2 separate regions of the Macaca mulatta genome follow, and region 1 is linked to region 2. Evidence: chromatin contacts called from public Hi-C data. All regions are on one chromosome and are shown on one strand. Each heading gives the region's core, a stretch centred on a gene start, on an enhancer-like site or on the middle of the called end of the contact. The rest is flanking DNA. Distances are from core to core; before and after follow the strand shown.

Evidence for each region. Hi-C and Micro-C count contacts between places; a contact is called where the count stands out from the background.
Region 1: a Hi-C map of fetal cortical plate shows a contact between it and region 2, with 5 times the contacts expected there. The contact joins two enhancer-like sites. A contact is called at or near these places in 3 of 14 Hi-C or Micro-C datasets (fetal cortical plate, fibroblasts and sperm).

Annotation. Positions count from the first base shown.
Region 1 is chr5:64,866,801-64,870,830 of T2T-MMU8v2.0, forward strand. The region is part of intron 2 of LOC708989 (UDP-glucuronosyltransferase 2B18); the gene reads left to right. Among named protein-coding and RNA genes, the nearest start is that of UGT2B9*2, 100 kb to the left of the region's middle. Within about 2 kb of position 1,386, at least 2 of the 40 cell types and tissues checked have an H3K27ac peak or open chromatin away from gene starts, as enhancers often do.
Region 2 is chr5:64,775,546-64,779,129 of T2T-MMU8v2.0, forward strand. It overlaps UGT2B9*2 (UDP Glucuronosyltransferase 2 family, polypeptide B9*2), which reads left to right. Exons shown (of 6, transcript NM_001033027.1): 3 at 1-121. Among named protein-coding and RNA genes, the nearest start is that of UGT2B9*2, 9.1 kb to the left of the region's middle. Within about 2 kb of position 2,151, at least 2 of the 40 cell types and tissues checked have an H3K27ac peak or open chromatin away from gene starts, as enhancers often do.

The DNA of each region.
Region 1 (4,030 bases), core at 136-2,635, 90 kb after region 2:
TCTAGTAAGATAGAAGCTAGGCTTTGGCTTATAAGCAGGTTTTGGTGGGGGGTTATGCGTTGGATTGTAGTAGGATAAAATCCTAGTATGTTGGAGAAATTGAACATGTATAGTGGAGTTTTTATTATAAGTTTGTTGGTTATGAGGCTAAGGTCTAAGGTTACTAGGAATCCTAGGGCAGTTACGTTTAGGGCTGAGAGTTTTAAGTAGAGTGGAATTGTTGTATGAGGGAGTGAAGTGGGAGAGATACTGTTAGTAATAAGCAACCCTGCGATTATGCTGCCGATTGTGAGGTGTTTAATTGGGTTTAATAGGGTAGGAATGCCTTCATTAATGTTGATTAGGGTTGGGAAGTGGGGTTGTCCTTTTAGGGTGAGAAGGATGATTCAGGTGCTATAGGCGCTTGTTAGGGAGGTGGCAATGAGAGTAATAGATAGGGCTCAGGTGTTGGTATATTATGTGTTTGCAGTTTCGATGATGAGGTCTTTGGAGGAGTAGCCTGTGAGAAAAGGCATGCCTGTAAGTGCTAGATTACCAATGATTAAGGAGGTTGAGGTGAGGGGTATTGTTTTAAATAATCCTCCTATTTTTCAAATATCTTGTTCATTGTTGAGGTTATGAATAATAGATCTGGAGCTTATAAATAGTATGGCTTTGAAGAAAGCATGAGTGCAGATATGTAGGAATGCTAGATATGGTTGATTAATGCCAATAGCAACTATTATTAGGCCTAGTTGACTTGAGGTGGAGAAGGCTGCAATGTTTTTGATATCATTTTGTGTTAGGGCACAGATTGCTGTGATTAGGGTGGTAATGGCTCCCACGCATAGTGTGAGACTTTGAATTGTTGTGTTGCTTTCTACTAAGGGGTGAAAGTGGATGAGTAGGAAGATTCTGGCTACAACCATAGTGCTGGAGTGGAGTAGAGCTGAGACCGGGGTTGGACTTTCTATAGCAGAGGGAAGTCAGGGGTGGAGACCGAGTCGGGCTGATTTTCCTGTTGCTGCTAAGAGGAGGCCTATTAGTGGGAGGAAATTTGAATTGGAGTCTAGGATAAGTATTTGTTGAGGGTCTCATGAGTTGTAGTGTAAGAGGAATCAGGCTAGGGTTAGGATGATGCCAATATCGCCGATGTGGTTATATAAGATTGCTTGGATGGTCGCAGTGTTAGCGTCTGTTTGGGCATATCATCAGCTGATTGGAAGGAAGGATATAATTCCTACACCTTCTCATTCAATAAAGAGTTGGAAGATATTGTTGGCAGTAACTAGAATTAGTATAGTGGTGAGAAAAATGAGTAGGTATTTTAAAAATTGATTAATTTTGGGGTCTGAGTTTATGTATCATAGTGAGAATTCTATGATGGATCAAGTGATGAATAGTGCAATTGGAGTAAACATTATGGAAAAGTAGTCTAGTTTAAAACTTAGTGACAGCTCTAGTGTTTGAATTGTTGTTCAACATCAATTTGAGATGATGGTTTCTTGGTCTAGGCGTATAAATATTGTTGTAGGGAGAAGGCTGATCATGAAGGTGGATATAATAATTATTTTTACATAGTATGGGTATAGGTTTTTTTTTGCTAGGGTTGATAAAGGTAATGAGGACAGGGGAAATTAAGGAGGTCAAGGTTATTATGGTAATGGAGGTATACATGGTTATTACTTTTATTTGGAGTTGCACCAATATTTTTGGTTCCTAAGACCAATGGATAACTTTCATCCTTTAAAAGTTAAGCGAGCCATGTTGTTAAACATGGGGGCATGAATTAGCAATTTCTGCGAACTTTCGCAGTAAATAAGAAGTAGTAGGCTTCTATAGTTAGATTCATAATCTAATGTTTGGTTAAACTATATTTACAAGATAGCATAATATTAGGGTTAAGAGATAGGGGGAGGATGGGGGAAAGGTGTATAAATATTAGTGTATTTTCCTGCGTGAGGGAGGGTTTTATATTAGTAATTTATCTCTGGCCTATAGTCAGTTACTCAGAAATATCATTAATTTTGCAATTATTATTTTATTATTACTAACACTACTAATTACTTAACATGTGCAAGTCACTTGAGATATCGTTCTTCATTTAATAGAACCAGATTGTTTAGTACATCAAAATTATATTATCTTGCAAAGTCATAGTTGACAGATACCTTGTGGACTTGATTAAAAGTAGACATATCAGTTTTGACAGTTAAGATGGGCTAGTTGAAATTCTAAAATTCTACCACAGGTAATAAGGATCTTCACCAGTATTGCAGCTTAAAACACTTTCTCAACAATATAAATGTGTTCCTTTAACATTTGCAAACAAATTCAGTGTTCATTTGATCTCACTAAAGCATTTAAATCATTCTTCGTTGAGACCCCAGAGGTTTACATACTATAGCATAAACATACCCTATGAAAGCAGATGATTTTTGCCATATGACAAGCAACTCATTAAAGTTTCCTGTGGCAACTTGTCTCAACATCATAGCTGCCTGACAGAGAAGCACAGAGGTAATGAACAATGCATGTATAATAAAGACCAAATAATTTATACCACTTGTATCAGAATAGTGCCCTTAGTTTCAGTACCAAAAAAATTCTGTCGGCATATAAGATTATATTCTTTATGAAAGAACACAATAAACTCATATATTTTAAATTCATATCACACTTTTGAAACATGTGTACAAAGCAAGCATTCTTTATTACATTATTAAGTAATCTCTTAAAAGACCATTTTTGTGTACATAAAACTGAGATTTTATTCCATTGTTAAAACTCAGTATCTATGTTGAATGCAAATTGCATGGGCTTTATATGATAACTTTCTCAAGAGACAAAAGCTGAGGTAAGACTAATGAAAAATCTATGCCACCCTGCCCTACTCTTGAAAGATTTTCCCACTCACACTAAGGGAAACCGATAGTGTCAGTAGGAAGGGGAAGAGAGTAGGACTTGTAGAAGGACAAGAAAAAGGAGGGCTAGTAGTACAATAGTGATAATTACTACTATTAGCTGTTGTTACTAACTTGCAGAAAGATTTGAATGCAAGTCAGTGGTTGTGAAACCAGTTCTTTGTTTATTTTGTAAAATAATTGCTAATCCAGGTTGCTTTCATTTCAATTAAATATTAGATTCTCAGATAATTTCTATATAAGAGAATAAGACACTTGACAAAATGTATCAAGTGTTTTAAAAGATGAAATTTGCTATGAGTTTTATAATATATTCATATGAAATCATACAGAGAAAAAAATTAATCAAGGTGTACCTATTCAGCATTATGGAAAATATGCATAAAATTAACATTGGAAGTAGTCCAACATCTTAAATGAAGGAATGATTAAAAACTTATACTATGCACATACAATAGCATTACAATAATTTTATCAATGAAATATTCAATTACACTGTCAACCATAATACAAATAAAGGGAGTTAGAAAATGATAAATGTGACAAGATGACAAGTTTTTGCAGGAGGAAAATGTATACACAATTTTCTACATAAGTGTCACATGTGTGCATTGAGCTATATAAATAGGACAAAAGCCATGATGAAAAAATATATTTTGCATGAATAATATCACAACATAAAATTTTAGAAAAATTTTATTTAAAAATTTTTTTCATGCTTTTATAAAATTTCTTACATTAATTTTGTATTATTTTTATTATGTTATCACAGCAGAAGAAACAACCAGTCCATATCCGTGATGAATCTGTAGACAGAGATTAGATTCCTTCAACACTGCATGGATAAACAGGGCTCTCGGCATCAAGCTAGTGAGGTGAAACACTGAACACCAGTTACAGTAAATATGGCTACAGTCAACGGCAATCACACACAATACCTAGATGCCCCAAGTATTACCTGGAATAGCAGTACAATGACTCTTACCTTAAGATTAAAAATTGTATTTTAAAAAACACTCTGTAATATGCGGTCTGCACAGTTAACATTTGGACATTTTTTCTTTGTTTTGTTAAGGACCATTAGGAAAAGTTTGACCACAATGATTAAATCTCAAAGTATTTAAATT
Region 2 (3,584 bases), core at 901-3,400:
GTTTGTACAGAGCTCTGGAGAAAATGGTATTGTGGTGTTTTCTCTGGGGTCAATGGTCACTAACATGGAAGAAGAAAGGGCCAACGTAATTGCATCAGCCCTTGCCCAGATCCCACAAAAGGTAAGATGAAGTGTCTTACTGGTGTGGAAAACTACTGAAAGAGGCTGCTAAAGTTTGTAAGTAATCCAATTATAGAAACTTCTAACAACTGTGAAGTTGGCCAAAAGTTGAAAAATTAGAACAAGGATATTCCTGGAGAAACAGTGATAAGTTTGAAAATTGTGGTTGCATTTAAAAAAAAAATGTTTTTAAGTATGAACATTCCCCTATGTAAATATGCGGACAATAAATTGTATGGAGAAAGGTATTAAAAAAGTGTTTGGAGACTTTTCACCTCCTGTCCCATAAAATTTTGAATTGTGTATGTGATCTACATGGAAAGAATATTAAAGAGTAGATTGAACTCTTTATAGCCAAATATAGCCTTAAATATGCTTGTATAGCATCCACCGACAGAAGTCATAGTTGTGCCTCAGACTTAGAGGTTGCATGTGGCCCTGGGGGAGTTCCTACCCTTGGTATGCACAAGTGGTTTCTATTAGCATCAGTGGGAACTCACTGCTCCATATGTATCCACCAAAGGCAACCTCAGACCCAGAGTTATTTTTAATTTCTGATATTAACACTCATACATAGTGCTGAATTTAACTCAATATATTTCAGGCAAGTGAAAATGGTGCTTAATATAGTCTTTAGAATGACTTTCAGGTGTTTTCATAAAAAAATGTGTATCCAGAACTGTTTCCTTGTAGAAATACAAGTAAGACTTATGATCATTTTCTTCAGAACAGTTTTCCTAATCTCAGCAGTATCCAATGAGTGAAGAACACTTGACTGATTCTTGGGCCATCTCTATTACTTATCGTACTCTGGAAGCTCTTGGTGAATGTTTACTATTATGGAATGTAATATTTCTATTTGCACTTTAAGTCAGATGCTTATATAAAATACTTGACAAGTGGAGAAGATTGCCTCTGTTAGTAATTATGCGGTATATACTTTATTTAAAGATCTGTGGTAGTATAACACGATTGAATGTCGTTAATTTAGGAATAATAACTGCCACATGTGGGGAGCAGGGGAGTAAGGAAAATGAATTCCAATCCTGTGATTAAAAGTGTAAACTATAGGCCAGACATAGTAGCTCACGCTGGTAATCCCAGCGCTTTGGGAGACCAAGGTGGGCGGATCACGAGGTCAGGAGTTCGAGACCAATTTGGCCAACATGGTGTAACCCCATCTCTTCTAAAGATACAAAAAGTGACCCAGGCATGTTGGCATGCACTTGTGATCGCAGCTACTTGGGAGGTTAGGGCAGGAGAATCACCTGAAGCCAGGAGGCAGAGGTTGCAGTGAGCCAAGATTGCACCATTGCACTCCAGCCTGGTCAACAGGGTGAGACTCCATCTCAAAAAAAAAAAAAAAAAAAAAAAAAAAAAAAAAAAATTTAAACTATAGACTCCACTGTAGTACATTTCAGGATCTAGAAGTTTTATTTTTGTAAAGATGGAGTTTGGAAGATATTGCTAATGTAATTTACTTCAACTTATGGAACAAACTTTTTAAGTATATTAATAAATATTCCCATATAGTTACTTTTATACATTTTTAAAATAAACTTTATGGATATGAAAAATTAAAAAAGAAACATCCTGACTAAAAATTTAGCTGTTGAGTAAGCACTAATTATCTCAGATATTAGTTCAAAATCAAAAATATACATGAACAATGCTAAAATAATACAGAGGTTGTTGTTCATTGATAATAAATTTGGCATTAATAGCATAATCAGGAATAAATTTATTCAAGAAATGTAGGTGAAGTTTTGGTATTACCATGATATTGGGGTCAGGTAAGAGATACCACCAAATTCTCCCCCTGTCATTTGACCCTTTCGTTTAAGAATTCCTGAGGACACTGTACACACTACTGGTGTTATCAGAAAAGGTTACATTTTAATAGGTAACTTCACTAGCACAATAACAATAGCAGGTATTTCAAAAAGTCTCACATACATCATGCAGTTTAGGCTTGCTGTGTAATCCAGCCTTTTGTACTTCCTGTACATTTTTGAAGAGGTGTATCTGAGTAATGTTCAGGGTACTATTTAGAGAAAGAACAGCCTAGGCTGACAGACAACTTGTCCAAGTACCCACACAGTTTCAAAATTAGTAACTTAAACATAAAATGTCTTGGCTATAGCAGAACATATTAATCACTGTTGTCAAAGCTTTGTAGCACGTTGTCTCAGTGTTAATAATCAGTTGACCAAATTCAGCAAACTACAATTTTGAGTTTATTCAACAGCTGTATTTTTATTCATGATACCAACAGGTTCCTCATTTCTATGCCAAAAAGTATCCAAAGTTAGAAACACTGATAATACTCTAAATTTGTGTCAAAAATGGTCACTTGAAATTTATTTTGGAAGTAGTGCTTGATAATTTATAATTCCAATGAAGTTATGCATACTACCCTTGCAGCATTAATCTCTTTCTTATAAGTAGCTTATTTATGTTCTTGCTATTTTGTCAATCAAGGGACAACAGGCTCTAACATTATAACCTACACACAAGCAAGTACGTGTGAACTTGTCAAATTACTCAAAAAGAAATGAATACATTCAAATTAAATTTGGAAAATGAAAACTAATATAAAATACATAAAAGAAAAGAAGCACGCAGGTCATTATGAAATTAGTTTTTTACACTAGAATTATAATGAATAGTTAAAATTTTTATACATTTCTTAGAATATTTTTATTTTTATTTTTTATTTTTATTTTTTTTTAATTTATTTATTATTATTATACTTTAAGTTCTAGGGTACATGTGCATAACGTGCAGGTTTGTTACATATGTATACTTGTGCCATGTTGGTGTGCTGCATTTTTTTTTTAAATTTATTTATTATTATTATACTTTAAGTTGTAGGGCAAAACCACAATGAGATACCATCTCACACCAGTTAGAATGGCGATCATTAAAAAGTCAGGAAACAACAGGTGCTGGAGAGGATGTGGAGAAATAGGAACACTTTTACACTGTTGGTGGGATTGTAAACTAGTTCAACCATTATGGAAAACAGTATGGCGATTCCTCAAGGATCTAGAACTAGATGTACCATATGACCCAGCCATCCCATTACTGGGTATATACCCAAAGGACTACAAATTATGCTGCTACAAAGACACATGCACACGTATGTTTATTGCAGCACTATTCACAATAGCAAAGACTTGGTGTGCTGCACTTTTATTTTTAGCTTTTATTTTAAGTTCAAGGGTACGTGTACAGTTTTTTTTACATAGGTAAACTTGTGTCATGGGGGTTTATTGTACTGATCATTTCGTCACCCAGATATTCAGGCTAATATCAGTTAATTATTTTTCCTGATCCTCATTCCCCTCCCACCCTCCAGCCTCCAATACACAGCAGTGTATGTTGTTCCTGTCTATAGGTCCACATGTTGTCATCTTTCATCTTCCACTTATAAGTGAGGATATGCCATATTTTTATTTCCA